Regions from separate parts of the Mus musculus genome. Here regions 1, 2, 4, 5, 6 and 7 are each linked to region 3. Evidence: chromatin contacts called from public HiChIP or PLAC-seq and promoter capture Hi-C data. All regions are on one chromosome and are shown on one strand. The core of a region is the stretch at or near the end of the contact, and the rest is flanking DNA. Distances in the headings are between cores, read along the strand shown.

What was found. Promoter capture Hi-C pulls out the DNA fragments that hold promoters and counts their contacts. HiChIP or PLAC-seq counts read pairs in DNA pulled down with a chosen protein or histone mark. Capture Hi-C pulls out chosen DNA fragments and counts their contacts.
Region 1: a promoter capture Hi-C map of the SN4741 cell line shows a contact between it and region 3, with 2.7 times the contacts expected there. The contact joins the promoter of Tnfsf12 here to the promoter of Chd3 in region 3. A contact is called at or near these places in 1 of 39 promoter capture datasets (the SN4741 cell line), 2 of 484 Hi-C or Micro-C datasets (B cells and embryonic stem cells), 1 of 115 datasets of contacts at active chromatin or transcription factors (pancreatic cancer cells) and 2 of 9 other capture datasets (liver and pancreatic islet).
Region 2: a contact with region 3 is called in an HNF4G HiChIP or PLAC-seq map of pancreatic cancer cells. The contact joins the promoter of Plscr3 here to the promoter of Chd3 in region 3. A contact is called at or near these places in 1 of 39 promoter capture datasets (cranial neural crest), 2 of 115 datasets of contacts at active chromatin or transcription factors (bone marrow-derived macrophages and pancreatic cancer cells) and 1 of 9 other capture datasets (liver).
Region 4: an HNF4G HiChIP or PLAC-seq map of pancreatic cancer cells shows a contact between it and region 3. The contact joins the promoter of Rangrf here to the promoter of Chd3 in region 3. A contact is called at or near these places in 1 of 39 promoter capture datasets (neutrophils), 2 of 115 datasets of contacts at active chromatin or transcription factors (bone marrow-derived macrophages and pancreatic cancer cells) and 1 of 9 other capture datasets (adipose tissue).
Region 5: a FOXA1 HiChIP or PLAC-seq map of pancreatic cancer cells shows a contact between it and region 3. The contact joins the promoter of Fgf11 here to the promoter of Chd3 in region 3. A contact is called at or near these places in 2 of 39 promoter capture datasets (cranial neural crest and liver), 2 of 484 Hi-C or Micro-C datasets (both in embryonic stem cells), 1 of 115 datasets of contacts at active chromatin or transcription factors (pancreatic cancer cells) and 1 of 9 other capture datasets (adipose tissue).
Region 6: a promoter capture Hi-C map of liver shows a contact between it and region 3. The contact joins the promoter of Zbtb4 here to the promoter of Chd3 in region 3. A contact is called at or near these places in 3 of 39 promoter capture datasets (cranial neural crest, liver and pre-B cells), 1 of 484 Hi-C or Micro-C datasets (embryonic stem cells), 1 of 115 datasets of contacts at active chromatin or transcription factors (pancreatic cancer cells) and 1 of 9 other capture datasets (liver).
Region 7: a promoter capture Hi-C map of adipose tissue shows a contact between it and region 3. The contact joins the promoter of Pfas here to the promoter of Chd3 in region 3. A contact is called at or near these places in 1 of 115 datasets of contacts at active chromatin or transcription factors (pancreatic cancer cells) and 2 of 9 other capture datasets (adipose tissue and pancreatic islet).

The regions. Positions count from the first base shown.
Region 1 is chr11:69,694,353-69,697,928 of GRCm38.p6, forward strand. Tnfsf12 (tumor necrosis factor (ligand) superfamily, member 12) reads right to left here and starts at 1,746. Exons shown (of 7, transcript NM_011614.3): 1 at 1,244-1,746; 2 at 1,042-1,089; 3 at 398-473. The coding sequence starts at 1,402. Tnfsfm13 (tumor necrosis factor (ligand) superfamily, membrane-bound member 13) reads right to left here and starts at 1,746. Exons shown (of 13, transcript NM_001159503.2): 1 at 1,244-1,746; 2 at 1,042-1,089; 3 at 398-473. The coding sequence starts at 1,402.
Region 2 is chr11:69,844,880-69,848,914 of GRCm38.p6, forward strand. It overlaps Plscr3 (phospholipid scramblase 3), which reads left to right and starts at 1,738. Exons shown (of 8, transcript NM_023564.4): 1 at 1,738-1,812; 2 at 2,029-2,196; 3 at 2,456-2,694; 4 at 2,778-2,820; 5 at 2,924-3,144; 6 at 3,335-3,496. The coding sequence starts at 2,190.
Region 3 is chr11:69,367,875-69,371,878 of GRCm38.p6, forward strand. It overlaps Chd3 (chromodomain helicase DNA binding protein 3), which reads right to left and starts at 1,552. Exons shown (of 40, transcript NM_146019.4): 1 at 1,262-1,552. The coding sequence starts at 1,517. Gm32483 (a long non-coding RNA gene) reads left to right here and starts at 1,116. Exons shown (of 2, transcript XR_003949707.1): 1 at 1,116-1,204; 2 at 2,864-4,004.
Region 4 is chr11:68,971,861-68,975,606 of GRCm38.p6, forward strand. Rangrf (RAN guanine nucleotide release factor) reads right to left here and starts at 1,995. Exons shown (of 5, transcript NM_021329.3): 1 at 1,782-1,995; 2 at 1,581-1,697; 3 at 1,257-1,413; 4 at 1,083-1,168; 5 at 624-881. The coding sequence starts at 1,858. The coding sequence ends at 761. It overlaps Slc25a35 (solute carrier family 25, member 35), which reads left to right. Exons shown (of 5, transcript NM_028048.2): 5 at 90-655. The coding sequence ends at 263.
Region 5 is chr11:69,800,094-69,803,787 of GRCm38.p6, forward strand. Fgf11 (fibroblast growth factor 11) reads right to left here and starts at 2,187. Exons shown (of 5, transcript NM_001362623.1): 1 at 1,340-2,187. The coding sequence starts at 1,532. It overlaps Tmem102 (transmembrane protein 102), which reads right to left. Exons shown (of 2, transcript NM_001033433.4): 2 at 3,502-3,694. The coding sequence ends at 3,522. G630025P09Rik (RIKEN cDNA G630025P09 gene) reads left to right here and starts at 3,576. Exons shown (of 1, transcript NR_027913.1): 1 at 3,576-3,694.
Region 6 is chr11:69,764,299-69,768,260 of GRCm38.p6, forward strand. It overlaps Zbtb4 (zinc finger and BTB domain containing 4), which reads left to right and starts at 1,614. Exons shown (of 4, transcript NM_029348.2): 1 at 1,614-1,787.
Region 7 is chr11:69,006,444-69,010,302 of GRCm38.p6, forward strand. It overlaps Pfas (phosphoribosylformylglycinamidine synthase (FGAR amidotransferase)), which reads right to left and starts at 2,017. Exons shown (of 28, transcript NM_001159519.1): 1 at 1,960-2,017.

The DNA of each region.
Region 1 (3,576 bases), core at 496-2,995, 330 kb after region 3:
TGGCAAATGAGCTTTAGAAGGTAGAGCTGAAGCTGGGCGGTGGTGGCACACGCCTTTAATCCCAGCACTTGGGAGGCAGAGGCAGACGGATTTCTGGGTTTAAGGCCAGCCTGGTCTACAGAGTGAGTTCCGGGACAGCCAGGGCTACACAGAGAAACCCTGTCTCGAAAGACCAAAAAACAAAAAAGCTAGAGCTGAACTTCTTAGATTCCATTCTCAGCTGCTTAGCTGCTTGACTCTGGGTCTCCTTCAGGCTCCCTGCCTCAGTTTCTCTACAAAAATAGTAGTTTTTTCCCCCCTCTGCTCACTTCATAATACTGCTGTGAATTCAGAGCAAAGCAGTATATGAACCAAAGAATCTTGTTACTGAGACTGGGACATAGGGACAGATGCTCACCACTTCTTCGAGGCCGGACTAGTTGTTCCAAGAAAGGTACCACATCCTGGCTTTCCTCTGTCTGGGGATTCAGTTCCTAGAGGAATTAAGGGCAGGGTTCAAACAGGACCTCCCAGAGACAAACAAGCAAAGAGCCTGTCAGAAGAACCATCAGCCAGTAACAGACACAAAACCTGGGAGGTTAGGGGTTGGCCAAACTGGAGAGTGAGGCTCAGCCCCAATCAACAACCTGCAGTCTACTCACACACACACACACGCACACGCACACGCACACGCACACGCACACGCACACACACACACCTGCACAGGATCTCAGGAAGGTGGGGCAGAGACAGACAGCATGTATGCATAGGTGATACATTATCATTCTCTGGTATCTGGTTCAGACGTCACAGCCAATCAGCACTTTCCACTCGGGCAGCACAACTCTCACCTTGGTAAAGTTGCCCCCTTATATCCAGATCACCCTCTTGTACACACCGACATACCCACGTGGGCTGGTTCACTCCGCACACTCAGTCTTAAACTAGTGCCAGCTGGAGTCTCCCTGCACACACCTCACACAACTGTCACAGCAAGCCAACGCTCAGTTTAGACACATTTTCCATGCTGGCATCCCGAACGCAGCATCCACACCTACTCACAGGGGGCTCCCGGCGGTCCTCTGCTGTCAGCTCCTCCTGAGAAGGCTCCTGCTGGGAAGGAGGCAGCGTCACCCTGTCCTTCTGACATCTCATCCTCCACCCCTTCTCCGATCCCCTGGCCCTCTGCCCACCCGGCCCCCATCTGCTTCTCTGCACTTTCTGCTCCTAAGATACCCAGAAAGGGGTATGCTGAGGGCCTCACCTGGGCAGACAGCGTTGCCCAGCTCCCCAGGCTGACCACGACCAGCAGGAGGCCAAGGCAGGCCAGCGCCAGGCCCAGGCTCAGCACCAGCGGGGCCAGCAGGGCGGTGCCCGGCTCCCCCCGGCGCCCCCTCCGCCTCTGGCTCCGACGGGCGGCCATGGGGGCGGGGGGCTGTGCCTGCCTCACCGCCCCCCCATCCCGGGACCCGAGGGATGGGGAGGGGGAGCTGGTGGGCGGATCGGGCCAGGGGAGAGGGAGGGACCAGGGAAGCGGGCCGGAGGGGGGGCGGATGAGGACAGGAAGCCGGACACTGTTTGTGTGATTAAACTCCAACCTCCCCGGAGTGCTGTGCAAGAAGTAAGAGACGTCCTGCGCCCGGGCGCGTGCAGGCAGGCGACCGCAGTGGCACTCCAGACCAAGAACTCTGAGGGCCAGTGAAAGCAGAAGTGGACAGGCACCCACCCAGGCCAGTGTGCCAGGGATGGGACGCGGGCCCTGGCCCCAGGAACTCAGCACCGCCCCAGTATGTTGAGCCCTCCCACGGCAATCATTAATCATGAAAATGCCCCCAAAGGGCTTGCCTATAGGCCAATCTGATGGACTCAGTTTCTGAGTTGAGATTCCCTCTTCCAGAATTCCCCCCAACTTGTTTCAAGTCTGCTAATTACCTCCTTCCCAGCATAGGTTATTTTTTCAGCTCATCCTGGTTTGGGTTTTGTTGTTGTTGTTCTTTTTGTTTGGTTTTGGGTGTTTTTTTGTTTTTTTGGTTTTTTTGGTTTTTGAAGACAGGGTTTCTCTGTGTAGCCCTGGCTGTCCTGGAACTCACTCTGTAGACCAGGCTGGCCTCGAACTCAGAAAGATCCCCCTGCCTCTGCCTCCTGAGTGCTGGGATTAATGCACCCTGGAGGCATGGATCACCACCTCTGCAATAAAGAATATGTTTTTAAAAGATAGTTTGTGGGCTGGTGAGATGGCTCAGTGGGTAAGAGCACCTGACTGCTCTTCTGAAGGTCAGGAGTTCAAATCCCAGCAACCACATGGTGGCTCACAACCATCCATAACGACCATAACGAGATCTCTTCTGGAGTGTCTGAAGACAGCTACAGTGTACTTACATATAAATAAATAAATCTTTAAAAAAAAAAAAGATAGTTTGTAAAGTTGTTTATGTGTACAGTGTGCAGCTATCTGAGCAGGAGGCCAGAGACAGCTGCCTCACTAGCTCTGCCCCTTGTTTTAGGGGAGATGGTGTGGTGACAATTCTGAAATTTTGTTTTTGTTGTTGTTTGGTTGTTTGGTTTTGTGGTTTTTGTTTGTTTTTTGTTTTTCTCAAGACAGGGTTTCTCTATGTAGCCCTGGCTATCCTGGAATTCACTTTGTAGACCAGGCTGCCCTTGAACTCAGAAATCCACCTGTCTTTGCCTCCTGAGTGCTAGGATTAAAGGTGTGTGCCACTACTGCCCAGCCCTGAGGAGAGTTTTTTGTTTTGTTTTGTTTTGCTTTTTGTTCTTTCAAGACTGGGTTTCTCTGTATAGCCCTGGCTGTCCTGGAACTCACTCTGTAGACCAGGCCTCAACTCAGAAATCCACCTGCCTCTGCCTCCCCAGTGCTGGGATTAAAGGTGTGTGCCACCAGGCCCGGCTGTCCTTTTTCTTCTATCTAATGATAGGAGGTGAGACACAGGGTGTGGGGTAATAAAAGGTGGGAAAGCACTTGGGAAACAGAGGCAGGCGAATTTCTGAGTTTGAGGCCAGCCTGTTCTATACAGTGTGTTCTAGGACAGCCAGGGCTACACAGAGAAACCCTGTCTCGAAGAAGAAGAAAAAATAAAAGTGGGGAAAAGAACCTATAAAGCAGCAAAGACCAACTACAAGCAGAGAAGAAACAAGAAGAAAGACATTAGATTCAAGGATCATCAACTCTCTCTCTCCCCTCCCCCACCCTCACCTCCGCTCTGTCTCTGGTCTACCCCTCTATCCTTCTTATCCTTACTTTGACTCATGGTCCTGGTCCAAGGTTGAAGGGCCACACTCAGTGATGGCCGTTCTGTTGCCAAAGTCCTAAGTAGCACAGGACATCACATGGTGACAGATAGGGAACATGAGAGTGACCAAACTGGCTTTATAGCCAATACCTTCTGAAGATAACCCACTAATTCATTCATTGCATGGATGGATTGATTCATCTACTATTGAGGGCAGAGCCCTAGTCACCTCTCAACCAGGTCCTGACCCACCTCTCACTATCTCCTAATGAGGATTAAATTCCAACATGAGTTTCAGAGAGACAAACCATATAAGGCCATAGAAGGTGATATAAGTAAAATGTATAAA
Region 2 (4,035 bases), core at 488-2,987, 480 kb after region 3:
CCCAATGGAGGAGCTAGAGAAAGTACCCAAGGAGCTAAAGGGAACTGCAACCCTATAGGTGGAACAACAATATGAACTAACCAGTACCCTGGAGCTCTTGTCTCTAGCTGCATATGTATCAAAAGATGGCCTAGTCAGCCATCACTGGAAAGAGAGGCCCTTTGGACTTGCAAACTTTATATGCCCCAGTACAGGGAAATGCCAGGACCAAAAAGAGGGAGTGGGTGGGTAGGGGATTGGGGGGGTGGGTATGGGGGACTTTTGGGATAGCATTGGAAATGTAAACGAGAAAAATACCTAATAAAAAAGAAAGAAAGAAAAAAAAAGAATGCAGACCTCAGCAGTGGAAACATGGCCCTTGTTGGTAAGACCACCCATTGCTCTGTGCTCAACCTTACACTGAAGTGGGCTTATTTGGCATTTGGGGACAGTTAAAGCTTCCTTCCGCTCATTTGCTGGGTTTTCAGCACTAGTAAGAAGTACCCCCAAAGGAACGGGATCTTAGAGGTGAAAGGTCAACAGAGAGACCAAGATATATGAAGCCAGGGATTGCACGGGCAGGCAGTAAATGACATAGCACAGCAAGGCAAGGGGGAGGAGGGGTCTGTGCTGTGCAGAAGGGTCTCAGAGGCCTAGCATGACTCAACTTGCAATTTTCTCCTTACATCCTATCTCTGAGGCATAATGAAGTCATGTTCCCTCATATACACATCAACACTGCCTCACTGCCCTGGTCTCTGGTGCAATCCACCACAGTAGGACCAGATTTCTGTAAGAACCTCTCCCTTACCTTGGCCTGCCCACAGCCTCCTGGGTTGTTCTGACACAGTAGTTCTCAGTTTAGGCTGTACAATAAAAACTAGAATTCTAAGAATCCCTAGTCTGCACCCCAAGCACTAATATACAATTGATAGGAAGTTAAGACCCAGGCACAAGTGATGGGCTAGTTTCGGCTTTGTTTCTTTAATATCTCCCCTAGTGACCCAGGTCACTCCCAAGCTGACCTGGAACTCGCGATCCTCCACACCTGCCCAGATACTATGCTATCTTCTTTTGAGGAAAGGAGTCTTTTGAGAGAGTCTCCCTATTGTAGCCCTGACTTGGTCTGGAACTATGTAAAACAGACTGGCCTCATACTTGTGACTCTCCTCTTGCCTCTCCTTTCCCAAACGCTGGGATTGCATGTTTTGCCTCCATACTGGGGAATGGAGGGCCTGTTCTGTTCAAGTGTCTTTCCCTGAGCCTTACCTCATGCACATTCATTACTGTTACCTTTTGAAAGTCTGTCACGCGTGTAATGGGCGTGCCTGAACTGAGAGGTGACTGAGTGGGTCAACGCTGTGACAGGGGGAGAACACAGCGAGGTCGCCCTGAGAAGAACACCGAGCCAAGTCTGGGAGGCAAGGAATGAGTGTGAATGGTGTTCCGCTGCGTCAGCGAGGCCCGCCCCGCCCTTGGGAGGAGGATCCCGGGGACCGGAGCAGCCACGCGGTGGGGAGGCAGAGCAGCAACCCGCGGAAAAGGCGAGGGTCTTGCTGCTGGGGATAGGGCCGCAATCACCCTCCAACAGGCCAGGTCTCCAAGCCTCTGCAGTCGGAGCGGAAGGGGCGGAACCACGGTGAACAAAGCGCACAAGGTCCAAGGTCCGCGGCCCCGGGGGAGGAGAAGCGCCTGCTTTCTGCGCAGTCGCCCCGCCCGGACTGGGGGGCGGGACTTAGGCGACCCGGGGGTGGGGTCAGATCTGGGCCCGCCTCCACCAGCGCCTGTGAGCCCCGGAGTGCGTGGCCCCCCGACTTATTCTGGGGGCTTCAGGTGAGCCGGACCATAGAGGGGTTAAGGAGACTTTCCTCGGGGTCAGGTCATCTGTCTGACCTCAGGACCATCTGCCCTGCCGTCTGCCAACAGCCATCTCCGTAGAAAAAATGGGAGAACAAAGGGAGGGGGCGGTCCTGGGGCCCCTAAGAAAATTCAGGGTCCTAGGTACCCCGCCCCGCCCGCTGACACTTTCGGTTTCTCCCCGAGTCTTAGGTGCCGCCCTAGAGACCCTGGGCCCGTACTGGGCGCAGCTACCTCTTCGCCTCTGCCTGTCCGTCTTTGTTTCTGTGTCTGTCTAGCTGTTCCCGAGCTTGTCCCACTCCAGAACTAAGTCTCCCCTACGCCAAAAGCCCAAGACTCCCCTCCTGATTCCCATGGCAGGTACGTTGACGCTAGGTTGGGGTCTCCATTATTCCCCCCTGCCCCCACGAAATTGGGTGCCGGGTGTCGAACACATTCTCCAGGAATGTGCTCAGACTGGCTGCGTGGGGCCCTCCCTTCCTCCTGGGGAGCCACCGCCCTGCCCCTCCGCCCCATCATTCTCTGCCTCTTCTTACGTTTTCCGCGGGTGCTCCTGGTCCTTGGGCTGTGAAAGAAGAGTCCACAGATAACTTTCTAATCTACTCCTGCTCCCCTACAGGCTACTTGCCCCCCAAAGGCTATGCCCCTTCACCCCCACCTCCCTACCCCGTGCCATCTGGGTATCCAGAGCCGGTGGCTCTGCATCCTGGACCGGGACAAGCTCCAGTGCCCACCCAGGTGCCTGCCCCTGCTCCCGGCTTCGCTCTCTTCCCCTCGCCAGGCCCAGTGGCTCCAGGGCCTCCTGCTCCTTTCGTGCCATTGCCAGGGGTGCCTCCTGGCCTCGAATTCCTAGTGCAGGTGAGTGAGAGAGAGGATGGCTGGGAGGAGAACTGAAGTTCGAGGTGACGGATAAGGTCAACGCTGCTCTTAACTCTTTACAGATTGATCAAATCTTGATTCATCAGAAGGCTGAACGAGTGGAAAGTGAGTAGGAGATGGATGGAGCAAGATGGGCTTCATGATCTTTATGGCAGTGGTTAGCTTCTGGGCAGGTGGCCCCCGAGCCTCAGCGTGTTGCCCTTCCCAGCGTTCCTAGGCTGGGAGACCTGTAATATGTATGAACTTCGCTCCGGAACCGGACAGCAACTGGGTCAGGCAGCTGAAGAGAGCAACTGTTGTGCCCGCCTGTGCTGTGGTGCCCGCCGACCATTTCGAATCCGCCTAGCGGACCCTGGGGACCGCGAGGTGCTCCGGCTCCTCCGCCCACTTCATTGTGGCTGCAGCTGCTGCCCCTGTGGTCTTCAGGAGGTGGGCATGGCAGGTTTTGGGGTGGTTGGTGGGCAGTGTATGGTAAGCAGCGCAGAAAGAGTTGTGGCTTTAATAGGAGTGGGGGCGGTTTAGTTGAGGGTCTGAACAGTCAGAAGACAGCTGGCACCAGTGAAGAGCGCTGGCCAAGGTGTCCTGGCTTGACAGTAATCCTGTCTGCTTCCCTTTCCAGATGGAAGTCCAGGCTCCACCTGGCACCACCATTGGCCATGTGCTACAGACCTGGCATCCCTTCCTTCCTAAGTTTTCCATCCTGGATGCTGATCGCCAACCTGTTCTACGAGTTGTAGGGCCTTGCTGGACTTGTGGCTGTGGTACAGACACCAACTTTGAGGTATTATGAATTAGGGGGCGGTGATTTCTAGGCTCTTCACAAACCAAGATTGGGGGCGATGAGCTGGCTCAGAGGGTGAAGGTACTTGCCACCAAGTTTGACAACCTGGGCCCTAGCCATGAGTCCCATATTGTAGAAGACAGTTCCTGCAAACTGTCCTCCCCACACACATGCCATGGTGCACGCAATCAATCAACCAAGCAATCATTCAATCAGTCAATGTAATTAGAAAAACAAGAAGAAAAGGCAGTAGCCTCCGTGCTAACGGATGACTTAAGGTCAAGACCTGTCTGAAACCAAAAATGTCTTCTTCAGTCCAAGACTGCATGTTCCCTACAGCCCTGCAGGGCCTTAGGGAGCATCTGAGGCCAGCCTGCATCTAAAGTGGAGGACTGTTATCTCCCAGTCTTCCACTGCATACATTTGCCATGGGCTCGACCCAGGTAGCCCCTGTGCTTATCTGTAAGCATAGACCCTTTCATAATTTAACCCTTGGCTTGGCCTGGAAACCTAGAAGTCCAAATGACCCATCTAACCAG
Region 3 (4,004 bases), core at 302-2,801:
GTGTGCTGCTCTGCCGCCAGAGACTTGGGGGTGTGGATGTCCCCAATCAGAGGTTGGCGACACCTATCCTAAAGAAGCTAGAAATCACTCTCCACTTGGAGGGTGGTCTGAGAGTTGCGCCACTGATCCAGAGAAGGGTCTGTCCCAAGCACAGCTGGACGTCCTACGCCAGTGGCAGGTGACTTGTCATCTCGGAGAAGGGTGCTGAGTGATGATGGTCAGGACAGAGCAGCTGGGTGGGCAGTTCACGCCCCCCAACGTGGTCAGGGTGTGTGGGTGGTTTCATCAAGAGAGTGACAGTGAATGGCAGCCACGTGAGAGTCACAGCTGGGCAGTTCGGCCACCCCAGACTGACGGGGTCACGAGGGGGGGATGGGGGCTGCACTTGACACAAAAGAGCCCGGGGCAGAGATGACGAGGGTGGGGCCGGGGGCATCTGGCTCCCCAGACATTCTCCTGTCTCTCTTCAAATCTGAGGTGACCCGAGACCTCGGCGGCCAGCTAGGGGGGAGTGGACGGTATGTCCAAGTCTTACTCCAGGAAGTGGTCTGCGTGGAGTGTGGCCACCACCTGCCTCTGGTCATCAGCCGCTACAAACATTCGCACGCCCCCTCCCACGCGTGCCACCGCACACCCCTAAGTTGGCGGGCACCGAAGTCCCTGCAGGTGGAGGGGCTGGTCCGCGGGCCACTGTCCCACCTCTGCTTGCCCAAGTCCCCAGCGGAGGGCGTCGGGTGGCAGTCAGCTCCACACCCCGAACCCACTCGGCTTCAGTCCGACCCCACCGGGGCCCGGCCCAAGGGGCGCTCACGCGGCCGCCCCTCCCCCACGCGCCCCTCCCCCCACGCCGCCGTCCGGTCGCCGGGGTCTCCGCGGTCCCTCGCTCGGCCTGGGAGGGGGGCCCTGGCTTCGCTACGGCCGTTTCCTGCCTACCCCCTCCCCGCCGAGGGTGAAAAAAATAAATCTCCTCCCCCGAAAGCCGCGACCAAGTGGCCCGGTCCGCGCGCGCAGCTCGCTCCCTGCGCTCTCCAGCCCGGGCGCGGCGGCGGCGGCGGCGGCGGCGGTGGCGGCGGCCGCGGTAGCGGCGGAGGAGGGGTGCGGCGGGGGAGGGGAGGAGGCCTGGCCCCAAGGCCGCCGCCGCCCGGACTGCCGGGCCCGTCTAGACCCGCCAGGCGCCCGGGACTCTCCTCGGCTCGGCCGAACCGTAGGTGCCGGGCCCCGCGGCTCCGCTCGGGCCCCGGGGAGTCGGACGGACGCTTACCTGGTGGCGGGGGCGGCGGCAGCGGCGGCGGCGGCGGCGGGAAGAGGTGGCAGCTGGGGGGGCTGTGGCGGTCGCGGCTCCGGTCGTGGCCCGGCCCGCGCCCGAGTACTCCCTCTTCGTCCTCCTCCTCATCGTCCTCGTCGGCCGCCTCCACCTCCTCCTCCTCCTCGTCGCCCTCTTCTTCCTCCTCTTCTTCCTCCTCCGACACCACCATCTCCTCCTCCTCCTCCTCCTCGTCCCTCAGAGGGGAAGCCATCCTGTGGCTCTGGCCCCCCCACCACCCCCCCACCCACCGCCCGCCCGCCTCCCCCACCGCTACCACCACCACCTCCTCCTCCTCCTCCTCCTCCTCCTCCTCCTCCTCGGCGGCGGCGTCCTCCTCCTCCTCCTCCTCACCGCCTCCCCCAGCCCCCCAAACCCCCGGGCCACCCCCCTCCAGAACACCCACCCCCGGGGCCGGCGTCTGAGGAGGGGGGCCGCACCACCCCCAAAAATGTTCTTGGAAAAATTTAAGGACTTTTTCCCCCTTCTGTCTTTCCTCCCAAGAGAACAAGAAAGGGAGATCGTTTAAAAAAAAAAAATTATATATATGTATATAAAAGTTTTCGACTTCTCTCTACCCCCCTCGGTTGCTTTAAATATATTTAAATTCTGAGGGGGGCGCTCAGAAATATTTCTCAGAGCTGAGGCACTAAGATGGCCGCCTTGAAATTATTTTTAAAACAACCCCCCCTCCAGCACTGCCACCCCCCTCTATAAAGAAAGAGAGAGGGGGGTAAAATCCCCTTTTAAAACAAAATGGCTGGCTTAATATTTCATTTTTCATACACCCCCATTCTCCCTGTTACATCCAATCTCCAAGCTTCTACTCAGAAACCCACAAATTTCTCCCTTTTTTCATAACTGATTAGTGCACAGATTAATACATTTTCCTTGTGTATTGAGAGAGAGAGAGAGAGAGAGAGAGAGAGAGAGTGTGTGTGTGTGTGTGTGTGTGTGTGTGTGTTGGGGGGCATGAAGGATTTCTGCATAAAACAAAAATGGCTGCTGTGACTTAACTCCCCCCCTTATAAAAATATTTGGGGGGGTATTAATCAGTACTCATGCTCAGTCTGACATCAGCATAAATTGTTAAAGGTTAACTAGTTAGATACTAGTCCAACTAGATTGAATTTTTCTTTTCTTTACTAGTCTTCTTCCTCCCCCCACCTCCCTTCTCTAAAGAAAAGCTTTTTTTTTTTTTTTCTGAATACTTCAGAAGGGAGTGGTTTGATGTGAAGGTTTTTTTTTTTTTTCCTTCAGGCATTGAAAAGGAAAAAGATGAAATATATGTTTATATATAACTCTCTACATACCTCATTGAAGTCAAAATGCATTTAATTGTGTACGTAGCTTTTAAATGAGAAATGGTACTGGCTTTTTTTTTTTTTCTCCTTAAAAAAAAAGTGACAGAAATCCTAGTGACTTTGGGGGGAGAGATATGAATAGATGATTGAGTTTTTTTTCCAAGGAGTCCATGTTTGATTCTCTCCTTTGCCCAGCCCTCAGTGTTCTGTGAATGTTGTCAATTTTATCTCTACTCTTTCCCTTCCTCTCCTCCAGTGGCTTGCTTGTAAAATCGTCTGACTTGAGAAATTAATTTGGTGGTGACTAGGTCAGATTTTTAGGAGAAAGAGGAGAGGGTCGGATCTGAAGATTGTGAAATTCTTTTCTCCTGTGTCATCGAACGCCTCTTCCTCCATGACCTTCGACACTGATAAAGTAGAAGAAACTGAGGCACGGGGAGAGGAAAGCAACTGAGAAGAGAGGAACGAGGTAGGGCGAACACTCAGGCCTTTTCACTGAACCGGCTGACCTGTCCTTTCAGACTGGATCCCAGTGTTTATCTTAAAGTTGTAGCAGGGATCAGATGAGCAGCTGAGCTGGAGCCCAGAAGTAAGTTTTTCCTACAGAGAATTGACAGAGCCGGCTCTACTGGAATAAAACTTGCCAAGAAGCCAAGCAAGAAGGGCAGATAGCCTGGCTCCACCTTCTTTTTTGTTCTTGGCTCTTTTCTTCCCTCCAGTTTCCTCCCATTCTTTTGATCTGTCTTTGTTGCTCCCCATCCATGGCCTGGGGAAACCATTTCTCCACTGCCCCCTGAGGCTCCCAGCATTCATGGGGACCCTGAGGGGAAGGTGGGCAACAGCCAGGGAAGGACTTGTAACAAAGGAATAGTCTCCAGAATATTGTTTACAATGCTAAGATGTTTCTTCTTGATGGTCCAGTCCCCCACCCCACCCCCACTACACTTTAGTTGGTTAAGCATTGGTTTCTGTCTGTCTGTCTTTCTTTTTAACTGTGGAATTATCTTGCCTATGCACCCATATTATTTGGTTCTGTCCTCTCTCGATTTCACTGCCAGTCTGGATGGGTACCCCCTCTTTCTATGTGTGGGCTCCTCTGTAAGTGCACTCAACCCCTCCGTGACACTTTTGCTGACACCTTTGACCCCAAGGGCCTCATCATTTCTAAGTGACGGACATCTCTGTCCTCTGTTCACTTTCTCCCTTCCCGTCTGTGAATACGGATGGCTCTTCTTGAGTGTGCCTGGCTCCCCCTCTTCCTGGCCCGAGGATGCGAACGTGCATCATCCTGACACTAAGAGTGTCTCCACTTGTGTGCGCGCCACATTGCACAGCATGTGGCAACAGTCTCTTGTGTCCTCTCCTGTGCCAGGCACCTCTGCCTGCCGGCCACACGT
Region 4 (3,746 bases), core at 745-3,244, 400 kb before region 3:
TCCTCAGATGCTGCCTGGAAAGGTGTCTGGCCCCGGCGGGCTCTGACATGCACCTCCTGTGCTCTCCCTTCCTCTCTGACGTGCTCCAGGGCCTCATGTACCGGGGGATCTTGGACGCTCTGCTGCAGACAGCGCGGACAGAGGGCTTTTTTGGCATGTACAAGGGTATAGGTGCCTCCTATTTTCGCCTCGGCCCCCACACTATTCTCTCCCTCTTCTTCTGGGATCAGCTGCGCTCCTTTTACAACACATATGCTAAATAACAATCACTCTCTTGTAACTCCAGATCAACACTCTTTGGGCACCTCTGCCTCTACTTCCTATCACAGTGACTGCTGACAGATTGACCTCTCAATGCCCCTAAGGGGGACAGCCACGCCCACTCCTCTGTTCTCCTAGGGTTGAGTCACTGAGTGGGTCTTGCTTTAAATTTTTCCACAAATCCCCCGATATATTTCATACCCATCTCAGGGTTGAATCAGTCACTCCAAAGTATATTTCTACTGCCATTCTTGGGTTCCCCCCAACTCCCTGCTCCTATACACAGCTTTAACTCCCCCCCCTTCCAAGACCAAAGGGAACTGGGAGACCCAGGTGTCCTCTTAGATTTGAAGGCACAGAAATTATGTTCTTCATAAAGCAAGTTTATTTCTGCAGAGGAAGTGTCTTATGTTTACATCCAGGGAAGAAGCAGAAAGAAACTCCCCCTCTCAGAACTGGGTCCCCGAGTCCTCAGTAGCACGTTGTGTCTCAACGATCTTTACTGGGGACCAAAGAGGTTGGGATCATGAAGAGTCAAACTAGTTACCAGCTGTTCAAAGTTACTCAGGCTCCAAGGTGGACATGACAGATTTTCAGGGCCAAGAGACCTGCTGTGACACCTTAGGGTAAGGGAATAGAGGGAGAAGGAAAATGGTCCGGCTTGAGGTTTGCAAGATCACACTTCCTATCCCCCAGAAGACCTGACCCTCCTCCCCCAAAGCCTGTGGCTTATTTCTGCTTCCTTGAAGGAATTTGACCCACCCAACTTAATTGTCGTGGGGACCCAATTGGGAGGTTCCCACCCGCTCTTTCGTCCTTACGGGGGCTGATTGAAGGTGAGCAAAAGATCAGTCTGATACTGGGGCAGCCGCAGCAAGGCCTGATGCAGTGTGACATCCTTTGCTACCTAAAGGGATCAGAATCAGCATGCTTACCAGGATACCTGGAGTTATCCCTCCCCGACTCCAGGGCGTCCCATTCGCCATAGCCCTCACCTGCTGGTTTTCTTTAGCTACCTGCTGCTTGCCAGAAAGGGACCAGGCATCCTGACAGCAGCCTCTCAGGGATAAGTTCTCCAAACAGAGAGGCTGCACAGATAGCACGTGCACAGCCCTAGCCCCCTGCACCCGGCCAACGTCCTCAAAATGGTACCTGGCATGGGAGGAACAGTGGTAAGGAGGAGCATGTCTGAATAACCCAGCCCCACCCTCGAGCCTGGTCTGCTATTGCCCTTGGGAGTTTTCGTCCTGAATAACCGTCCAGCCACAGACCCCGCCCACTTTCTCGGCTCCCGGCCTCCCGTTGGCTAGCTTTCTCACCGCGCAGCCGCTTCGCCCTGCACGTGGGCCTGCAGCTCCAGAAGTTCTATGATCAGACTCTGGTCGGTCACAGGATGGCAGAAAACTTCTTGGTTGTCTGGCACCGGTCGGAGGTCACTGGAGAGGGACAGGGAACCCTCTTGTCTCTGGCTTTTTCCCATAACCCACCCGATCGGCCTCCGGGGAGGCTGGCTTTCTCACCTCACATCAATGGCCCCTGTAGGGAGGATGGCGGAGAAGGCGCCTCCGAACAGTGGACAGTTTCTGTTGGGCTCCATAGATCTAGTACTTGAGTCTGGACATTAGCGAGGTTTTAAAGAAACCTACATGAGCCTTTGAGACATCATTTCCCCTGGTGTTCCCGGAGCACCCACTACCTCCTCCCGTCCTACTAAGCAATGGGACCTTTAAGATCTGGTCACGCCCTGCGAGCACGCTGACCAATCGGCGCCCGCGCTTCGGGGGCGGGGCTATCCTTGGGGGCTAGTCTCTGAAGCCCGGCTCTTTGGAAAGACCCAGGACCGCTGGGGTCTGCTTTGCAGTTGTACTTGAGTTTAGGGTTGGTGATGCTAGTGATGGGTTAATCCCTCGTGCCCACTTGCTCCTTCATTGTAAAGGAGTTATACCTTCTAAGAAGGTCACTTGAGACCGCCCTTAAGGACAGTTGTTCAGTTAAAGGGCGGGTTGTGGGACCACTTGACTCCAGTGGAGCGACAACCAGACCACTAACTCCAGGATCTAATGCTGGGACTTGGGGAAACAACAGGCCCAGGTGTGGGTCTAGGTTAAGATTCAGACCTCAAGCCTTGATACCTAACCCGAGGATTACGGTTCTAATCCCCTCAAATCTTCCCCTAGGGAGGGCAAGGGGAAGCTCTCTCCCACACCTGAGCCAAAGCACAGATTAAACTATTGTTTTTCCTTTACGGATTTTTAGAGTGTTCTTTTTAAGTATTTGTTCAACTTTTATCCTCCCAGTTAATTTCTCCATTCATCCTTGATCTCTTGCACCTGGCAAAGTGTTTGGCACATAATAGGCCTGGTGGTATACTGCTGCACTGCGGGATGAATCTAGATGCCTGGAGTCCATGAGGCCACCCATGCTCTCATGGATTTTACACCCAGCTGAGAACCGGGCAAAGAGGTTGATTCTCACCTCGACCAATGAACCCTCATAATTTACTGAATTGGAGGCAAGGGTCACGTGCCTCAGAGTGCAGCTCATTTCCTTCGTGAGCCTGACAATACAAAAGTCCACCTCGCCAAGGTGTAAAAGTACCAGTGGAACTCGCTTTGCGTCTTGAAGTTTGATTTACAGAGCTCTTGGGGGCATCCTAGAGATGTTCTAGCCGGGACATAGGTGTAGAAACTTAGCACAGTGTGTACTCTAGGAAATGCAAATATGCAAGGGGGAGGGCAGGCAGATGGAGTCAGGGAGTTGTGAAGATGGTTAAGGATGGAGGATTTTGCTTGTCCACTTACTGTTTGCAATGCTAGGGATTGAGCCCAGGGGCCTCTACCATTAGATTCTCTCTCTCCTTCTCCCTCTCCCTCCCTCCCGTAACTGAACCTTAGCCTCTTAAGTGTACTCAGTATGTGCCCCCACCCCGGCTATCCTGGAACTCACTCTGTAGACCAGGCTGGAGTCGAATTCAGAAATTCTGCCTGCCTCTGCCTCCCGAGTGCTGGGATTAAAGGCGTGCGGTGACTCCTTCTTACTGTAGGCATCTGGCTTCTCTCTGAACTTTTCCTCATCTCTAAAGCACTGTTAGGAGTGAAGTGTGGCCACGTGTGGTGGCTCACGCCACATGGCACATCCAGCACTGAAGAGACAAAAGCAGTCAGATCTGTAGTTTGAGACCAGCCTGTTTCTTGTTTCTACATAGTGAGTTGCAGGTCAGCTAGGGTTATATATTGAGACCCTTCCTCAGGCAAGAGAAGGAGGGAGGGAGGGAGGGAGAGAAGAGACAAGATGTGGGTGTGCTTGATCAATCTGTTTCGGGGGGGGGTATCCTGTAACTAGTTTACTCTGTAAGAGAAGGGGTGCAGCCCCCATGGAATAGAAGGAGCTGGCCATGAACGTCTCTCCATGTAGACCTTTCTGTCTCTCCTCCTCACCAGGAGCAACAACAGCTTGAATAGCTTTGTACACAGTCAGGCAGATCA
Region 5 (3,694 bases), core at 937-3,436, 430 kb after region 3:
GAGAGAGAGAGAGAGAGAGAGAGAGAGAGAGAGAGAAACGGACAGTGCCAGAAACGCAGGGCAATGTGTTTGCAAATGTCGGGGTGAGCAGCAAGGTGACCACAGGGAAGGGGCTCCCCCTCAGAAGTAGGGGTGGGACTGGGCTTGACTGACGCTGACTCAGCACCTGCTGCTGCAGCTGCCGCTCGCTTGGCGCGGGCCTTGCTCTGGCACAGCGCCGGCCTGTCTGACACTGACCCATCTGTCTGTCTGTCTGTCAGTCAGTCGGCTGGCTCACGAGGGTCCAGTTTTCCCTGAGACTGAGCTTCTACCCTTCAGCCAGGTAACTGGCCTGGGATGGGGGACATTTAAACCACATCAAGGAAAAGGAAGAGGGGACAGAGATGGAGAGGCAGGCTGCATCACGTGGGGGCTGGGTCCCACTCAGAGGGTGGGCTGCGGACTGTACCACTACCTACCGTTGGTGGTGGGGGAGGAGGGCACAAGGGGCTACCCCTAAGGGAACCGGCAGCGGCCTGGAGCGAGGCCAGAGGGACTCCCTAACTGTCGTACCTGGACGGGAATCACATACCAGCCCTTACATCTCTCCTCTCCTGGTGGGGCTTGCTCTCTGCCGATTTCCCTGTTCCCCCTTGTAAGTGGTACGACCCCCCGCTTAAGTCCCTGTGCAGGTCTTCAGCTTGAACTATGTGTGAGTTCCTACTGGCTGAGGGTCCCCGGAGCCTGTGGGACTGGATTTCCGAGTCACACAGGAGTAATGGGAGGGGGTGCCCAGCACCCTTCTCGAAGCGCAGGTCACAGAAGGAGGGCGTACGGAGGGGGCTGACTGACGAGGTAGCCTGCAAGGACACCCGGGGGAGAGCTGGAGAGATTGGCTCCTGGCCAGGCGAGCTCGACCAGGAAGAACAGAGCCAAAGCGTGGAGGGGCGGGAGAGCCGGAGCGGGGGCGGGGCAGCCAGGGCTGCAGAAACCCTCGGGGTGACCCAAGCGTCCAGAACCCCTCAAGCCCCGCCACTTCGGATGGAAAGAATCGCGAGAACCCGCACGTAGGCGAAGAACCGTGGGGGGTGGGGAGTCCTGTGCTGAAGGGGGGCTGACAGGAGCAGAGAAGCTTGGGGCGCCAGACTTCGCCCCTCAAACCTTCCCCCTGCCCTCGAAAGCAAGGAGACTCGGCATTACAGGCAAAGAGGAAGAACCTGAAGGATAGTCCCGTAAATTCTGTCGTTCTGGCCCACCTCTTCCACTTCTGGGACACCCCCCTCCTCATCGGGCTTCAATCGTCAGGGTCCCTGGCCTCAGGCAGGACTTCTGTGGGAGACCCCGCCCTAGCCACACTCACCTGGGCCGCGGTCCTGTCGCGTGGGACGCCCCCCGCACAGTCGCACCTTGGACAGCAGGATGAGGAGCTGTTTCTGGCAAAGTGACTTGGTACCGCGGGGACACACGCGCCGCTGCGCCGACACGGGCCGGCTGCCCCCGGGCTCGCGGACCTCCCGCTTCTGTCGGATCAGGCTACTGGCCAACGCCGCCATCGCGCCCCGGGAGGAGACACCCCCAAACCAGCAGGCTCCCGGAGCGCCCTGGGCTCCCCAAGAGGAGCCCTCTCACCAGGGCATGCTCAGGACCCAACCCACCGCCCCACCCACAGGATCTGAAGAGAAACCCCAGACCCCAGTACGTTCCCCAACACCACCGGCTCCCACCCTTGGGCCCTGACTAGCTCCAGCGGCTCCAGCAGCCTATGCACTCCTCAGCTGACCTCACCCATGAATTCTGTCCCCTAATGAAAGCTTTCCCCTTCCCTCCTCTCTGGCCTCTGTACCAGATAGAAGATACCTCCTCTATCCCACAGTCAAGACCCTCCTATATTTCTAAGATGTGTTCTCAATACCCCGAGGCTTCTTTCTACCCTATTTTGGGGCCGCTCCTGCCCAGCCTACTCTTACACAGGGTGTGGGTCCTAAGCTTTGTGGACATTAGCTCACCCTAGGCTGCTGTCAATGTCAAGAGGAGCCCAGCTCTGTTTTCTTTTTTCCTTTTCTATACTCTAAATGGAGTGGGTCTCCCACTTTCTTCAAATCCCCCCTCTGCCAGCAAATATGACTCAAAATTCAGGCTGTTTAGGTTCAGTGAAAAGGGGTTCCCAGGCCCCCTGGCTGGATAATGCTTTTTCTCATTGTCACCCCCATTTCTAGTACCACAGAGTCCCAGCTGCTAACACCATTCCCTCACCTTGCTACCCTCCACTCCTTTTGAAGTCACCTCCAAATCAACCCTTCTTAGTGCAGACACCAGGTGGTTGTCTGCAGGACCCTCTGTCGCCCCGAAAAAAGGAGCATCCGCCGTTTCTGTCTGTTTTCTAGTTGCCCCTTAAATTTCCCGAGGAACAACTGGCACTGCTTAGATCCCACACCCTCCAATCTAACAAGGCCCCCAAGAGAGGAGTGCACCCACGTTGTCAACACTCCTCAAACGTGAACAGGCCCTTAATAAGTCACAGCGCATCAGAGCTTCCTGCGCCAGGGCTTTCTCGTCCTCCCTGGGACTGCTATAACACCCCTTCCTTTCCCCGACGCCCCTCAACCTGTCCTGTCCTGTTGATCCGGGCGACGGGTGCCGCGAGCTCCAGCTCCAGGCTCCTCCCTCCCTGTCACCCGCAAGCGGAGGTTTCCCCCCAACGTCGGCCTAAGCGTCCCGGACCCCCAGGAAGGAGTAAGGATGTCTCTGCAGAGCGCCTCGGTTCGGCAAAGTCAGAGCACTGGGCCTGGAGGTTGGACCAGGCAGAGCGGCGGAGGCAGCGGCAGCGGCTGTGGGAAGCTGAGGCGGCGGCGGCGACAGAGGCTCCCCCTCCTCTGCGAGCCGGCCTGGGGGCGGGGCAGGGGGCGGAGACGCTGGGAGAAGCTGGGCGGGCGGAACCCTGGGGTTCCTTGGAAGCTCTAAGTGGGAACTGTCACAGAGGCAGGCGGAGTAGAGGCAAGGCCTGCAAATCTCGGGGTTCAGAGGAGAGGAGACACGGAGCCTGATATGGCGGGGCTGGGGGCAGGGGGTCGATGGAATAGCCGACAGAGAGAAAATGAAAAGGGATTCTACTGCCTGGGATGGAAGTGAGGACAGAAATGGACGAGGAGAGTTGGGGGGAAAGTGGAGAAACCGGTAGCTGTGCCATCCAGTCTGGGCTGTGATCCGGCCTTAATATCTCTGGTTTGGTATGAGCCAATTGATCAGAACTAGGTTTCCAAAAACCAGTTCCTTCCCGCATTTTGTCAGTAAATACATTCCTACTATCCCTGTCAGACTCTGAAAGAATAGGGGAGAGAGGTTCCGGGAGGCAGTACCGGGACAGAAGGGGCGCCAGCCAGATTTAGAGAACTTGGGCCTCAGGCAGGGTAGAATACTGGGGAAACCTTTTAGAAAAGGGACTTTGGACCCAAGCATACACTGTCTGTATGGAGGGAGCAGCAGTCCCCTGCATGACCCTCTCACCAAAGGAAACACTTTCCATTCCCTTAGGAGTAAAATCTTTAATGGGTCCCGCCCCCTACGCCCGCTAAACCGCCCCCTTTGCGGGCAACCTTGGCTTCCTCTACAGCCTCACGCAAGGCCTGTGCAGGGTCCCCGCGGAGCTGGGCCAATGCCCCGCGCAGAGCAGCGGAGCCGTCTCCCACACGGAGCTTTCGGCCGCTCAAAAAATAAT
Region 6 (3,962 bases), core at 364-2,863, 400 kb after region 3:
TTAGTTATGCATATGTATCTGTGTGGGAATTTGTGGATGAATGCTGATGCCTGCAGAGGCCAGAGGTATCAGGTCCCCTGGAGCTGGAGTTCCAGGTGGTTGTGAATGGCCGTATTTGGATGTGGGGGAAATGGAACTCTTGGGTCTTCTGCAAGAGCAGTTCTCTCACTGACCAGCTTGTGGGGGTTGGTGGTTTGTTTTGATTTTTGCTTTATGCTAAGTATTGCCCAGGTTGGTCTCAAAAGGCCTGTGGAATCTGGCCTTGAAATCTTGGTCCTCATGCCACTATCTCCCAAAGTGCTTGGGGTTATAGGTACCGGAAGTAGATGTTTGAAAGAGTGTGGAAGTGGCCGGGCAGTGGTGGCGCATGCCTTTAAACCTAGCACTTGGGAAGGCAGGCGGATTTCTGAGTTCGAGGCCAGCCTGGTCTACAGCGTGAGTTCCAGGACAGCCAGGGCTACACAGAGAAACCCTGTCTCAAAACAAAACAAAACAAAACAAAACAAAACAAAACAAAACAAAACAAACAAAAGAGTGTGGGAGTGGTTTTGTGGCTGTATGGCTTGTCTAGGCCGAGTGGCTTGGAACCCGCTCGTAGACCAGCATGGACTTGAGCTTGCAGAGCTTCCGCCTTTGCTGCCCGAGCGCAGGCGGGCTTGAACCTTCATGCTCTTCGGGGAGAGCCTGCTCCTCTTTCTCCTGAAGTGGGTCTTTTTTATGGGGATGGGGGTGTTCGTTTTTGTTTTTTCAAGCAGGGATATCACACTGTAGCCCTGGCTGACTGGAACTTGCTGTTTAGATCAGGTTGGCTTCCAAGTCCTTAAATCCACTTGCCTCTGGCTCCACAGCATCATCACGCCGGGCCTCTCCAGAGTCTTTAGTTTTGCAACTAGGGAGCCGTCTATAGCATTGTCCCATGGAGGTTCCAGGAATTTTTTGTTTGTTTGTTTGTTTTTATGTATGTCACATTTCTCATGCTTCCACCTGGCGTGTGGTTAGTGTTGTGCTGGGAAGGCCACACCAAGGCCTCTGCATTTATATGCAGGGACACAGAAGCGAATCTTTCCACTGGTGACACAAAGTTCCAAGCTTTGTGCTTATCTGCACTAATGATCATCTGTTCTACGGAGTTGAGGTCTTTCTTGCCAGTGGGTCTGGTGATAATCCCTAGGTATTCGCGAGGGTGCTCACTTTGGATCTATAGGTTCCACGGGGCCCAAATGTGAATCTGCCGTGTTGTAAGTTTGCGGCCCCGGAGAACATGTGTGTGGTGTGCGTGTCTGTGGTGAACAGCTGTGCCCACGCAGCGTGCTCTAGGCGATGTGACCCCTGAGTGAAGGGTGTGCAGAGGGAAGGGCGGGCGTGGGGGTGAGTCCCTTCCCAGGGAATGAGTGGTCTAGGTCACTGCCCGCCCCGTAAGGTGTGCATTCTGCGGGAAGCCCCGAGTCTTTTCCCTGTGAGGGATCCACCAGGCCTTGGCCATCAGACTTCAGAGTCCAGAGTCGGTGTCGTCTGCGCTTTGCTGGCTTCCTCTCAGCGGCGGCGCTGGGGGGGTGGGGGGGGACTGTTTCCGGGGGTGGGGTGGGGGGGAGGACCGGGGCGGGGGGGGAGCCGATGATGTCAGCGGCGGCGGCGGCGGCGGTGGGGCTGGGCCGGGGCCGGGCGCTGGGGGGGGCCGGGGCCGGGGCCGGAGCCGGAGCCGGAGCTGGAGGAGAGCGAAACCCAAGCGGCCGGGGCTGGCCACGGTGATGAGCCGGGCCTGGCAGACGCGGCGCCATCGCAGTCAGGTGGGCCCCGGGGCGAACCGGGCAGGGCTAGGGAAGATGCCCCCTCTCCGCTGCCCGGCGCCGCAGGGGCCGGAGCCGCGCCCCGCGACCGCTCCCCTTCCAGGTTGATCTAGGGGCGCAGGGGTCGGGGGTTCTAATAAGCCCCGCCCCCGGACGTGCACGGCGCTGGGGAGCAACTTAAGAGCGCCCTGGTATGGTGTCCAACGAGCCGTGACTGGGGGACTCGGTCTCCTGGGGCCGTGAAGAGGGTCGCAATCACTCCACCTATGAAGGGTTAAATTCTGCAGCCCAATGCCCCCTCCCTCTGCCTCTGTGGGGCAGGTTGGGGGTTGGGTTGGGGCGGGTGTGATCCCGGGCAAGCGCTGCAAGCTGCTGGGAGGGCGATGGCGTAGGAGCCAGGCAGAGAGGGGGAGGGGTGGCCCTCTGAGCGCCCCAGAGTTGGGGTGTGCAGGGTGCGCAGTGCGAGCAGGGGCCCGGAACCGCCGCGCCGTCGGGGAAGGGTTGTTGCAGTGAGTCCTGGAGATTGTGCCTCCTGCGGTACTGTGGGGCAAGGTAAACTGCTCCTCCTGGGCAACACGGTTTCCCAGTCTGGCACCGAGGGGTCTGCGAGGGCCCTCCCTGATACATAGAGACAGAAAGCCAGGAGGGGGTACTTATTGGTACAGAATTACAAGGTTTGGCTCTGTGGCTTTAGGTGACAGATACCTTAAGTGTGCTGTTCGAGGATTTGTATATAGTTTTTGTCAGCGTGTGTTTTCCTTCACGTATGTCTTGTGTTGTACATATGAATGTTTATGAATGTTTGTTTTCTGCATAGCTGGCATGGTGTGTGTGTGTGTGTGTGTGTGTTATGGTGGACACCAGAATGAGGGGTGTGCGTACCCATTTGAAGAGTGCAGTCAGTTGTGGACATTTGAATCAGAAGGTATCACGCCTGAGTTCCATTTCTGTCGTCCTGATGAGGTGTGGTCCAGTTGTGTAGAGGACAGAAAGGCGGATGGATTTGTGTGTCTGTGATGTACGAGTTTCACGGGGGGCTGCATGTCTGGAACTCAGACCTAATAATCCTCAGGAGCATGTGAGGTGAGGGGTTCTGGGTGGGACATGCAAGATGTGTTTATGGGATCCTGGGAAGCCAAGCACGGGAAAGGTTGCATGTTTGCAACACTCTCCACGGGATTCTTTGGTGACGTTGTTTGTGGGAGCCTGTCTGGGCTGTTGGGCCTGGAGGCAAGCTGCTCAGAAAACACTTAGGAGGAGGTGGCGTGACAAGGGCAATGTGGGCCTTAGACCCAGGAGGCCAGTGGAAGGCTTGGTGTGCATGTCTACCTTCTGTGTGCTTAAGTGACGGGTGTAGGGCTGCCAGGAGATGTTATGGGAAAGTTGGGAGATAAACACTAGGCAGGCGAAAGGGGCAGGAATGGGTGCTGTTGGGTGGCACTGCTCTCCTTTTGCAGGGTCTCTGTGTTTGCCCAGCACATTAGGGCCATAGGGAGGAAAAGTCCTGGCGCCCATAAGGGAAGTGAGCTTAGACAGAGCGGCTCCTTGGTCATGTTTATGTAAAGGCTGGGTGTGACTTTTGTCACTAAAATGGAAAAAGGGATCAGGAGTTTTCAGTCTCCTCCTGCTTTGCCCTCTCCCCCACCCCCCTTCCGGTATCTCTGACGCACATGAAGCCCTACTCCTGGGACAGTGGAAGAGCTTTGGACAGAATTTGCTCACTAAGCAGATTCTTTGGAACAGGTTTCCCTCACCTTTGGGGCCTAGGCCCTTCAGTGCATGTGGGAGATACACATGTACGCCTGCTCACTCCGTTGGTGTTCCTTGTGTGCCCTACTGTGCGTGTCATCTAGCCTGTGTGTACACATATAGGAGTGAGAAAGCTTTAAAGCTGTATCCTCTGGAATGGGTGAGGGAGGCTGTCTGCCTATGAGGCCCGGAGGACAGGTGCAAGCAAGACTTACACTGGAACTGAAGTTCTGGTGCCTCCCCAACTTCCTCAGTGGAACATTCTCTGAGTGCCCTAGTCCACGTCTGTGAGATGGAGCTAACAACCTGCCCAGGGAACTTACAACAGCATATGGAACATAGACCTGATATATAGCGGCAAAGTAGAGACTATGCAGTACCAGCCTCTGTCAGCCCTGCTGCAGAGACTCCCCGGCTCCCAGTTTT
Region 7 (3,859 bases), core at 767-3,266, 360 kb before region 3:
CCATATAAACTGGGCAAAGTGGCACATATGCCTGTAATCCCAGAACATGGAACGTGGAGGCAGGGGGATCCTAAGCTCAATGCCATTCCCAGCTACACAGTGAGTTTGAGACCAGCCAAGACTTATTATTTTTTTTAAAGATGTATTTATATATTTTTTATGTGAGTACACTGTAGCTGTCTTCAGACACCCCAGAAGAAGGTATCTGATCTCATTACAGATGGCTGTGAGCCACCATGTGGTTGCTGGGAATTGAACTCAGGACTTCTGGAAGAGCAGTCAGTGCTCTTAACCACTGAACCATCTCTCCAGCCCCCACAGCCTAGACTTATTGAGAGACTTCTCTTTCTTCTTCCCTTTTTGTTCTTTTGAGAGGAAGAGTTCATGGGAAGGGAGCTGGAAGGTAGGCAGTAACTGTAGTATGGCTGGTGCCCCCAGTCAGGCAGATTGGCTATGCCTCTGCTCTTCTCTATTATAGGGAACACTACTCCATCCAAACAGTTGCAACTGTTTGCACAGGCATAGGATTCAGTGACAAAGCACTTGCCTAGCACGTGCAAGGCCTGACGTTCAATCCACAGAACTAGAAAAAGTAAGACTGACGCCAACCTTAACTACTCTTTTCCCTCAATCTCTCCATATAATCACTCTCCATATAACAACTCTACTTCCACACATACATTAAATCTCTTGCCTTTTCAGGTCTATCACCTCCTGAGTCCACGGCACCACTATCATTCATTTGGACTGATCAGCGTATTGTTTTCTCTGTTGCTGTTGTTTTATGAGGAAAAGGTCAGGTTATCATATAGCCCAGGCTGGTCTGGAAATCAGTCTTCTTGCCACTGCCTTCTAATGTGGAGCCTACCTAGGGGCATGCATCACCACACCCAATTGCACCGAATTCTTCAATGGTCTGATTCCACTACTGCACAACCACATCCTATTTGCCACAGACAGTGAAAAGACCATGACTTCTACACTGGTGAGGTGGCTTAATGAATAAACACTTGCCTCTGCTAGGCATGGTGGTACGGGCTCTGAATCCCAGCAAAGGAAGGTGAATCTCAGGATTTCAGGATTTACATAGAGTTGCAAGTCAATCAGGGCTGTAAAATGAGACCGTTTCAAAAAAACAAAATCAACCAACCAACCACACGAGTTGTTAAATGAACAGACCCTTTATTCCCATCACACCTCAGTTCCCTGCCTCCATACAGTCCTCCTTTAAAAAAAAAAAAAAAGCAAAGGTGGCACATGCCTTTAATCCCAGGAGGCAGAGGCAGGTGAATCTCTCTGAGTTAAAGGCTGGCCAGGACATCCAGGGTTACACAGAGAAACACCCAGGGTCTCATTTAGCTCAGGCTGACCTCTAAATAGCTATATAACTGAGGGTAATTTCTAGTCCTTCTACTCCCAAAACCTCGAGTGCTGTAATTTCTCGTGTTCTTCACAACACCTGATTTATGAGGTTGTAAGACTCGAACCCAGGACCCTGAGCTACATCTGCAGCCCTCTGCAGTTATTTCGTCTATCATTCCCAGCGAAATGTAAGTTTCAGAAATATCGGAACCGGGTTTTATTTCGGCACTGTATTCCCAACGACTAGTATGGTGCCTGATACAAAGCAGGTGGTCTTCACATTTTTCTGATGAATGAATGGTTGGATGAATGAATGAATGAATGAATGGATGGATGAATGAGACCATGAGATGAGGCTATTTCAGGGATGGATGAATGAGACCATGAGATGAGGCTATTTCAGTCTGGTCGTCCACCTACACCGAGTGCCTGCAGAACACGCGCTCCAACAGATGCTCTACCCAAGGCATGTGGATCCAGATGGACCCAACCCGCCCTAATGGGGAAAACGACGCGGCCTGGATTCGGTTTGAATGTGTGAGCAATGGAACCGCATCAGGAAGCGAACTCAGGGAAGGACGCGTAGGTTGTACTCACCTGAAGCCCGCCAGTTTGCGCCAGAGACCCACGAGTCCTTGGCGCGCGCTCGTTGTACGTCATCAGAGAGCGCCACCGCCGGAGAAGCGATTCGCGCGGGCCGGCTGTGGGCGGTGCCAAGGCTCCCCGCGGTGGGTTGGGGCTGTTTGAGTGACAAACCTGAATCTCTTTTAGAAGTCCAAGCCTGTAATCCCAGCACTGGGAGGCCAGAGCAGACAGGAGTATCTTTGAATTCTAGACTAGTCTGGTCCACATAGCAAGTTCGAGGCCAGCCAAGGATGTACAGAGAAACCCTCTGTCAAAAAGACAAAACAGGGGCTGGTGAGGGCTCAGCAGGTAAGAGCACTGACTGCTCTTCCAAAGGTCCTGAGTTCAAGCAACCACATGGTGGCTCACAACCATCCGCAATGAGATCTGATGCCCTCTTCTGGTGTGTCTGAAGACAGCTACAGTGTACTTACATATAACAATAAATAAATCTTAAAAAAAAAAAAAAGACAAAACAAAATTCAAAAAAGAGAAGACGCCTCGAATTTGAAATATCACTTGAGAAAATGTTATTTTATTGATCACTGAAAGTGCCTTACGGCTGGAGGTGACTCTTAACTTGTTGTCAAGTTGACACACAAAACCATCCAGTACACTAGCCTAAATTACATTTAAAAAGTTAACGTGTAAAACTGTTTTGGCTCTCTGTATTTTTCTCCCTTCTGCCTTCTTTGTTTATGCAAGATAAATTGGTTTTCCAAGGTCATTTAATTTAGAACTTCTGTTACTTTGACCTTAATAGAATGTAACAGTCTGAGATTCTCAGACTAATGTAAAATCTAGGCAAAGTACCCCAAAACCCTTTTTAAAACAAAACAAACAAAAGAAAGAAAATTCTTTGTGTAGCTTTGGCTGCCCCAGAACTAGCCCTGTAGACCAGGATGGCCTCCAACTCACCGAGACTCAAGACTGGGATTACAGGCCTGGGCAACCACTGCCCCCTTCACAAAACAGCCTTTTAAAAGACCCTATGCAATACAATACAGCCAGCCTAAGACCTGCAACAGCAAGAAACAAGAGACAATGTTTAAATAGATTTTGGAAATGAAATTTAGGTTCCTTTTATTTATTCAAGATTTATTTATTTTATGTGAGTACAGTGTTGTTCTCTTCAGACACACCAGAAGAGAGCATCAAATCTCATAACAGACGATTGTGAGCCACCATGTGAGTGCTGGGAATTGAACTCAGGACCTCTGGAAGAGCAGTCAGTGCTCTTAACAGCTGAGCCATCTCTCCAGCAGCTCCTTTCTTTATTAAGCTGGTAAATTTATTTATATTGCTCTGTCTTCTGAAAGTAAAGACTTCATCTCTATATACATAGAAAGGCTATGAGACTATATGTGGCATATATGGATATGAGAGTATGTGTGCATATACATATATGTATTTTAAAGATTTACTTATTTATTTATTATATGTTAGTACACTGTAGGTGTCTGCACACACTCCAGAAGAGGGTGTCAGATCTCATTACCCGTGGTTGTGAGCCACCTTGTACTTGCTGGGATTTGAACTCAGGACCTTCGGGATAGTAGTCAGTGCTCTGAATCACTGAGCCATCTCTCCAGCTCTATTTTTTATTTATTATTATTATTTAGTTATTTATTATTATTTTATGTATTATTATTTTATTATTTATTTTATTATTATTTAGTTATTTATTATTATTTTATGTATTATTATTTTATTATTTATTTTATTATTATTTATTTACTTCATATATTCAGACAGATCTCATTTCAGGTGATTGTGAGCCACCATGTGGTTGCTGGGATTTGAACTCAGGACCTCTGGAAGAGCAGTCAGTGCTCCGAACTGCTGAGCCACCTCTCCAGCCCCTATTATTATT